2 separate regions of the Mus musculus genome follow, and region 1 is linked to region 2. A link is a contact called in public promoter capture Hi-C data. All regions are on one chromosome and are shown on one strand. Each heading gives the region's core, a stretch centred on a gene start, on an enhancer-like site or on the middle of the called end of the contact. The rest is flanking DNA. Distances are from core to core; before and after follow the strand shown. Region 1 holds the start of Ppp2r5d (protein phosphatase 2, regulatory subunit B', delta). Region 2 holds the start of Mad2l1bp (MAD2L1 binding protein).

Region 1 (4,530 bases), core at 212-2,711, 550 kb after region 2:
GTGGACCACGAGACCAGGCCAGAGCCAGCCCAACACAAGGGGCCAGCCCAAAAGCTGGGGAGTCTGAAGACCAGTTCCAGCCTCCCCAGCTGAGTCTGCTTCTCAGAAGAACCACAGATCAAGCAAGAGCAGCAAACAAAGGGAAAGGCAGGGACAGGTCAGGGTGGTTTGGAGGCAAAAGATGGCAAAAGACGGTAACATCAAGAAATGGCCTGTGGGGTTGGGAGTGTAGCCCAATGGTACTGCACATGCTTAGCATGTGCAAGACCCTGGGTCTGATCTCTGCCACTGCAAATAATAAAGAAACCGAGTGTACTGGACGGCAGAATGAGAAGAAAACTAAACAGAACAGGCCAGAAGAAAGGGAGAAATCCTGTCCTGGTGCAAAAAAAGGAAATGCAAAGGTTATCCTAAGGAATACAGGGAGGAGCCTCTAACAGATTAGAAACCGAGTCCCGTCTAGGGTGAACATGGAAGCCAGCTGATGCCAGTTAGGCACTTGCACAGAAGAGCCCTCCAAGTTGGGAGACCTGATATTGCAGCTGGGCCTCCAGCAGGATGTGTGACCTTGGACAAGTCCCTTCCCCTGACCCGGCCTCAGTCTCCTCATCTGTACCACTAGCATGCTAGTCTGCATGTGCTCCAAAGCTCCCTTCCAGCACAGACGTTCTGGGGTTCCATCAACAGAAGAAGGGCTCGGTCCTGGCTTACAAGTTTGTGTGTAAAGGAAGACTCGAGGGAGGGGCCTAGGCCAGATTTGGGCGGAGGAGAGAGAAAGCAGAGCGGTTCTAGGTCAGGGGCTTGTCGTGGGGGGGCGGGGGGGGGGAAGGAGGGACTGTACAGAACTGTGGAGAGGCCGTCTTTTAAGCTGGTGAGGAGAAGAGGGAAGGGGCTGCTCAGGGCGGGGGTGGGGGAAGTACTGGAGGGAAATGCGGTCTTAAATGAGCACTGTCCCAAACCGTGGGGGATCGGGGACAGATAAAGGCGGGGAGAAAAAGCAAGGGAGTGAGCCGGGAGTGGAGCAGATCTGGAGGGGGCCGGGGATAGGAGCAAAGAGGAAGGGAAGAGGGATAGGTGGGGGGAAATCTGTCCGGGCAAAGACGGAGAGCTGTCCCAGCTGCTGCACGGACTGGGGGTGCTGGCAGTCGCGCGGCCCTGGGGCTGGCCGCGGGAGTGCTGCGGGGGGCCGGACCAGAGGGTCAGTCTGAGGCTGTCCCGGGCCTGCCTCGGGCCCCTCCCAGAGCTGCGCGCAGGCCCGGCGGCGGAGGCGCAAGGGGAAAGGCCACGCTCACCTTATCCTTCTTCAGTTTATAGGACATCTCGGCCGGTCCACACCCGGCCCGGCTCCTGCGGCCCCGCTCCGGCTCTGCTCGGCCACACTCGGCCCGCTCGGCGTCTCTTCGCCACCGCCTGCGCGCTGCGCCCGGGCCGAGCCGTGGCTGCGCTTCCAATTGGCCCGAACTCTTACAAACCTGCCTGAGAACCAGGAGCCGCCTCCTCGGATTGGTCATTGGAGCCAAGCAGCTTCCCTTTTTTCTCATTGGAAAGAAAGAGTACAAACCGCCAGGGTTCGGCTCCCAGAATTGGCTGGAGTGGAAGGTCCCGCCCTGAAAAGGGTCGGGCTTCGTGGAGGAGGCGGAGCCATGGGGAAACCCGAGCTTGGCTAGCAGATCTGTTCTCCGGCGTCGCCTTGTGCGTCGTCCTCTGCTATTCTTCAGTCCTTTGAGCTCTGCTCCTTCCCTCCAGAAGTGGCTCTCATGTTCTCCCCTGCTCTTCTACCTGCCCTGCTTCGTACGGACTGGAGGAAAAAGGCCCTAACACGAAAAGGGCACCTTTCTTCACAGGAATTTAAAGTAGCTCAAATTGCACACGTGAAATGATAGAGAAGACTCCCAAGGGTACTCCCGGGCATTCATCAAGTCTGTCCTAGATCACAGTTGCAGAGGAGCAGAGGGGAAAGCCTATCAGCGGTGGAACCGGGCTGAAATAAAATAAGAAACCCTGGTTTGCTGCAGCTTCAAGACGTGGGTCCCTGTAGCTGCTGGAAGGGTGCTGGAATCGGTAAAACAGCTGCGTTTGGAGCCACTGAGAATGAAGTGAAAAAGCAGCCTCATCGTTCCCTACCTGAGCCCTGAGCCGCCGCCGCACCCAAGCTAGTGTTCAAGTGGGTAAGACTGGGTTCTTGCCCTCAGGTAGTTCCCACTCTAATGAGGTTCACAGACTCGTATTAAGAGACGATTAAAATACAATCACATAAATTACACAAACCTCAGAATGACATGGAGGAATATATTTTAGTTATCCTAGTAGCCAATAGATTACATTAAAGAACTGGAGGAGGTCCATCAAAAATAAATCTGCGAGCTGGGTGTGATGGGTTTGCCCCTGTAACCCCACCTCTTGGAAGATAGAGGCAGGATGATCAGGCGTTACAGACCAGCCTTAACTATAGCCAGTTGCAGACCAGTTTGGACTACAATAAGAACCTCTTAAAAGAAAGAAAAAAAAAAGACAAAAAAAAAAAAAAAAAAAAACCTACCCGCCACCACAAACAACAACAACAAAGAAACAACTCTCAGAACTAAAAAGTTACAAATAAGCCTGTGGCCGTTTGTTCCCCAGGAAAGAGGTCTTGGATTCCCCCAGGAGCATGATAACCAAACAATAGTCAATCATCCTTACACAAAGAGCAGTAGCCCCAATATTGGGAAAGATGGGGGCTGGGAAGATGGTGCTCTTCCAAAAGACCTGAATTCAGTTCCCAGCACCCACATTAGCTGCTTCACAATTGCCTGTAACTCCAGCCCCAAGGGACCTGATAGACACATGCATACATACATACATACATACATACATACACACACACAATTTTAAAACTTCAAGAACAGAATGGAAAAAAAGACAAGGCTCAGTGGTTAAGAGTACTTGCTGCTCTTCCAGAGGACCTAAACTAGGCTCCCAGCCCCCACAACAGCTGGCTCACAACCACCTGTAACCCCAGCTCCAGGAACCTGACGCCCTGCCCTCCTCTGGCCTCCCTGGGCACCTGCATAGGTGGCATACACACGCACAGACACACACATGCACGTGAATGACTTTAAAAACCGGAATGAAGAAAAGCGGATGAGCTCCGGAGACGTGTACAGTCAACGGGATTCGGTGAGTCACTGGATTCGGGGAGACAGTATCAGGGAAAGGATGCATTGAGGGTGACTCCTAAGTGATGAAAGATGGTTAGAGGGAACTGGTGTCACAATGGCCAGAGGCAGGTAGAGTCTGCTAAACACTGAATAGAACACTTTGATTTTGCAACTAGGAGGTGTCGGGTGATCTCTGCCAGGGAAGCTTAAGCCAAGTAGGAGCTTGGAGTGCCTTCAAGAGTGAGCACAGGGTAAGGCCAGCACGGAGAGGAGCCTGGCTCTCATACAGAATTGCATTTTGCTCGGTGACTAACACTGAGTTGAGGGGAGCACACAGTGAGGCTGCATTTCTACTATTGTTTGCATGGGGAAGAAAGGTGTTTGTTCGCTGGTGGATATTCCTATCTGTACAAGTGTAACTGAGGCAGTTGTCCTCTGATGGAGCTGATCAACAGATGTCCTTGCCCATACCCAAAACCTCAAGATGCACTGTAGTCCTGGGGCATAAACTTGCCACTGACTGTGTAGCCTCTTTAGACCTGCAGACCTTGGTTCCTCTAGGAAGCAGGGGACAGAGACACATAAAGTTCGGCTGCAAGTGGGATTTTTTTTTCTTCTCTGTGGGAATCCAAGTCCCCAGGGCCTTCTTTTTTGTTGTTCTTGCCACAGGGTCTTGCTATGTACCTCAGGCTGTCACTGAACCTGAAATCACCTCTCCTCAACCTCTAAAGTGCTAGGATTACAGTACCACAGTGGGCAGTCTGGTTTGCATGCAGTTTTACAATGTAAAAGGAGGGACTGGGATTGGAGCTCAGTGCTTGCCAGGCATGTGTGAGGCCCTAGGTTAAACCCCCAGTAAATGTGTGTCTGAATGCACCAATGTAGCCAGGCATGATGGTGCACATCTCTGATTCTCAAACTCAAGAGGCTGAGGTGGGATTGCCATGAGTTCAAAGCCATCCAAGGGTATACGGAAAAACCCTGTCTCAAAAAAACAAACAAACAAACAAACAAAAACAAACAAACAAACAAAAAAAAAACAAATCAAAGCCAGGTGTGGTGGCACACGCCTTTAACCCCAGCACTCGGGAGGCAGAGACAGGTGGATTTCTGAGTTCGAGGTCAGCCTGGTCTACAAAGTGAGTTCCAGGACAGCCAGGGCTATACAGAGAAACCCTGTCTCGAAAAAAACCAACAAAACAAAACAAAAAAACCCACCACCAACAACAAAACAAAAACAAAAACAGAACAAATCAAACCCAGTACTTGAAGAGTTGGAAGCAGAAGGATCAGGCTCCACAGTGAGTTCAAGAGCAACCCTCAAGAAACCGAGAAGAAAGTGCAGTCTGTGAAAATACCATGGCCATCCTCAGCAGCAGCACTTGCTGCA
Region 2 (4,547 bases), core at 1,690-4,189:
CCCTATAGGTGGAACAACATTATGAGCTAACCAGTACCCTGGAGCTCTCTACTCTAGCTGCATATGATGAAAAGATGGCCTAGTCGGCCATCACTGTAAAGAGAGGCCCATTGGACTTGCAAACTTTATATGCCCCAGTACAGGGGAATGCCAGGGCCAAAAAGTGGGAGTAGGTAGGTAGGGGAGTTGGGGGGGGAGGGTATGGGGAACTTTTGGGATAGCATTGGAAATGTAAATGAGGAAAATACCTAATAAAAATATTAAAAAACCCTGTCTCGACAAAACCAAAAAAAAATATATATATATTAAAAAAATAAATTAAATTAAATAGTAAATACAAAGGATAAAAAAAGGAAAAAAAAAAAAAAACAGGATGGCCTAGAACTCAGAGGTTTGCCTGCCTCTCTCTTAACTGCTGGGGTTAGACCACCATACCTGGCCCTCAGTGAGTTCTCCAAAGAAATCTCCTTATGGTATAATTACCTCATAAGGCTCAGGCATCAGACAATGGTTTATTCTGAAATATTTACCAGATAGAGTAAAACTTTCCGACATAAGACAACCAACAGCAAAAACCAAAAAGAAACAAAGAGGAAAAGGATTCTGAAAGACACTTTAAGGAACAAGGGTAATGGGAGGTGGGGGGGGGGAAACCCTTAAAAAAGTAGAATTTCGTGGTCCTGAAGGGCATGGTGGCTGTAATCCCAGTGCCCAGGCGGAACAGGCCAGGAGGAACACCGAAATTCACAAGGTAATCAGACCAGGAGATGGCTCATGCACTCGGGAGGCAGAGGCAGGTGGATCTCTCTCTGAGTTTGAGGCCAGCCTGGTTTATACAGAGTGAGTTCCAGGACAACCAAGGTGACACAGAGAAACCCTGTTTTGATACATGAAGAAGATGAAGAAAATCGTTAGAATCTGAGGTCTAGAAATCCTCCCAAGAAAACACATTAAAACAAAGCCAGAAACAGAGGTGAAAATGTGGTGAGAAAAAGAAATTCAAATGTAAAGAGCTGGTCCAGGTCTGGGGCTGTAATTCAGTAAGACGCTTGTCTAGCCTGTCAGAGAGGCCTTGGGTTCCCGGGAGGGGAGGGGAGGCGGAGAGAGAGGGAGGCATGGATTGGGATGGGGGTGGGGGTGGGGGAAGGAAAGGGGGGAGAGAGACAGAAAGACAGACAGACAAGAGACAGAGAGAGGCAGATGGAGACCATGAAGACTAAGGAAAGGCCAGAAGTGGTATAGCACACCTGCAGCGCCATAAGTCCCTAGGGGAAGTTGAGGTAGCCAGGTCTCAGAGACCAGCCTAAACTACATAGTGAAATCTTGTTTTGGAAAAAAAAAAGTTAGCTGGGCAGTGGTGGCACACGCCTTTAATCCCAGCACTTGGGAGGCGGAGGCAGAGGCAGGCAGATTTCTGAGTTCGAGGCCAGCCTGGTCTACAAAGTGAGTTCCACGACAGCCAGGGCTATACAGGGAAACCCTGTCTCGAAAAAAAAAAATTAATTAAAGAAGATCAAACTCATGTGCTGGAGAGATGGCTCAGCAGTTAAGAGCACTAACTGCTGCTCTTCCAAAGGTCCTGAGTTCAAATCTCAGCAACCACATGGTGGCTCACAACCATCCCTAATGAGATCTGACTCCCTCTTCTGGAGTGTCTGAAGACAGCTACAGTGTACCTACATATAATAAATAAGCACACGCCTTTAATCCCAGCACTTGGGAGGCAGAGGCAGGCGGATTTCTGAGTTCAAGGCCAGCCTGGTGTACAAAGTGAGTTCTAGGACAGCCAGGGCTATACAGAGAAACCCTGTCTCAAAGAAAACCATAAACAAACAAACAAACCCTTGTGCCAGAGTGAGCAGGGCCGGAGCGGGCAGAAAATGTCCTGAGTTTGATTCCCAGGAATCACATGATGGCTCACAACCATCAGTACAGCTCCAAAAAGAACTAATAATATCCTCATACAACCGGTAATAGGAAGAGTCTCAGAAAAAGAACAAGAGAAAAAAGGGAGAGACCCAAGTGCAGAGAAAATGAGGCAAGGAAGGCTCTGCAAAAGCCTAGACTTGCAGGGAGGCTGAAGACATCTTAGGTCACTTTTCTACTTCCCCATCATCTATGAGCCACAAAGTCTTCCCACCAATTTTCTCAGAAAGCCTGCACATACCTGGGGAACTTTCCGGTAGAAGTGCTTCAGCTGTTCATAGGGCAGAGGGAGCTGATGGCGCTGGTACAGGATATGCTTGAGAAGTTCACAAGTAAACTGGCAGCAGTCTTCCTGGCTCACAGGCCCGGGAAACACCACCGGCACCAGGTCTCTTGGGCAAAAGGGCTCCGCAGGATTGGAAGGTTCCTGGGCTGGCGGGATGACAGTCTCAAGATCTACTTCAGGAGCATGAGTTTCTTCCGGCTTCTCATACCAATCCAAATCTAGTCCATAAGTGAAAAGGTAAAGAAAGGGGAGGGGTTGTCAAAGTCAGCGTTAGTCTTAGCGTTCCCAGAGGCTCCATCAGCAGACACTCCCATAGGTGACAGGAAACCTGATACTGGCCGGGGACGATTTAAGTGACATCAGGGACAGGAAAGGGGGCTTTAGAAGACTGAGACTAATGTTTCGGTATGAAATATCAGGGGCAGAACACCCAAGGGGACAGGGCAGGAAAAACAATTCCACTTAAGGGCGAGGGAGTGACTTGCAGAGATAGGGCGGACTGGGACACCAGGAACAAGGACAGAAAGGAACGACGGAGGAAACGTCAGCCACTAAATGCATCTGGGGAGGTAGCAGCAGGGAAGAAACGAGTCCCCAAGTTATGGATCCCACGCCTTACTTGGGGCAGCAGCAGGGGACAGTTCGGACATATCCTCCTCACCGGACGCAGCCATCGCGACTGCCAGCCTAGTCGTCCTGCGGTTAAAATAGACGCCCCGCAAAGAATCATGGGAAGCTTAAGCTCCACTTCCGGCTCTTACCAGCCAGAAGGGACTCAGCGCAGCCGCTGAATGGTGGAGGTTGGAGATGACTTGAACCACACCCAAGCCGGGGAGCTCTTGGCCCCTCCCACTTAGGCGACCCAGTCGTCCCCTGGGGCTGGGGATGCCTTCATTTTTTTTTTTTTTTTTTCTCAGCAATAGTTTCCAGCACCCACCCCGCCCCCAACCCCCCATTCTGGAATGTCCTTAGAGATAGAGCCAAGATTAAGTAAACTAGAAGTTCACCTACCCCTCCCTGGAATTCGCTTAATAGTGCTTTAAATCCAGCCTTTGAACTCACTTCGGGGTCTCTCTATCTTGGTAATGGGAGACTCCAGCATGTTGGACTTCTGCAGAATAAAACACTCTTTGTGTTTACATACTGTTTGAGTCTGGGTTATCTTTCTTGAGCAAATCATAGACCCTTTTTTTTTTTTCTTTTGGTTTTTCCAGACAGGGTTTCTCTGTATAGTCCTGGCTGTCCTGGAACTCACTTTGTAGACCAGGATGGCCTCGAACTCAGAAATCCACCTGCCTCTGCCTCCCAAATGCTGGGATTAAAGGCGTGCACCACCACGCCCGTCATAGACCCTTATAATACTATAAAGAGTTAAGGTTTTTAGCAGGACAGTGGCGGTGCACGCCTTTAATCCCAGCACTCAGGAGGCAGAGTTCCTGAGTTCCAGGCCTACCTGAATTGTTAAGGTGGTAATAGATAAACGGCATCAAGGTCATGACAGGAATTCCCAAGTGAAGTTTGAACTTGATCTCACATAGGGGGATGAATAAGCTTTTTCAAAGTAGGGCAGGAAGGAATCCTGGGAGATGCCACAGACATAAGGAAGCTTGCTGCCAAGCTCGATGACCTGAGTTCAAACAGGACCCACAAAGTGAAAGGAGAGACTAGAGTCCCTCTACACCACTATGTAACAGGCTCACTCACAAACACAAATGGGGAAGTGACGCGAGTACATTAACATGTTATGGCTGGGTATGGTCATATCAGCTTTAATCCCAGCACTGGGGAGGCAGAGGCAGGTAGATCTAGAGTTTGAGGCCAGCCTGGTCTACAGAGTGAATTCCAGGATATCCAGGGCTATACTGAGAGTCCCTGTGTCAAAAAAAAAAAAGGGGGGGGGTTTATAAGGTCAAACATGTAACGATAATAAATAAGTTCTTTGTTGTTGCTGTTGTTTTTCAAGACAGGGTTTCTCTGTGTAGCCCTGGCTGTCCAGAACTCATTCTGTAGACCAGGCTGGCCTCGAACTCAGAAATATGCCTGTCTCTGCCTCCCAAATGCTGAGATTAAAGGCGAGCGCCACCACTGCAGGGCAAAGAAGTTCATTTTAAACTTGGCTATTGACATGACTGGAGACACGGGATCAGTTTATAGAGTACATGAATCCTGAGCTTGATTCCCAGCATTACAAAAAATGAAACCCCAGCCTACCCCAAGTGACTAACAAACACGCAAATGGATTCCTAAAATTTTTTTTTCAACATACATACAATTTTATCACTAACTAAAGACCAAATCAAATTTGCATACTAATAAAATAGATGTACTTGTAGAA

The links. Promoter capture Hi-C pulls out the DNA fragments that hold promoters and counts their contacts.
Region 1: a contact with region 2 is called in a promoter capture Hi-C map of liver, with 4 times the contacts expected there. The contact joins the promoter of Ppp2r5d here to the promoter of Mad2l1bp in region 2. A contact is called at or near these places in 8 of 39 promoter capture datasets (the HPC-7 cell line, cranial neural crest, embryonic stem cells and 4 more) and 2 of 115 datasets of contacts at active chromatin or transcription factors (bone marrow-derived macrophages and pancreatic cancer cells).

The regions. Positions count from the first base shown.
Region 1 is chr17:46,703,541-46,708,070 of GRCm38.p6, forward strand. It overlaps Ppp2r5d (protein phosphatase 2, regulatory subunit B', delta), which reads right to left and starts at 1,462. Exons shown (of 15, transcript NM_009358.3): 1 at 1,293-1,462. The coding sequence starts at 1,319. It overlaps Gm52314 (a long non-coding RNA gene), which reads left to right and starts at 2,085. Exons shown (of 2, transcript XR_003952400.1): 1 at 2,085-2,168; 2 at 3,002-4,530.
Region 2 is chr17:46,150,612-46,155,158 of GRCm38.p6, forward strand. Mad2l1bp (MAD2L1 binding protein) reads right to left here and starts at 2,940. Exons shown (of 3, transcript NM_025649.3): 1 at 2,832-2,940; 2 at 2,168-2,430. The coding sequence starts at 2,886.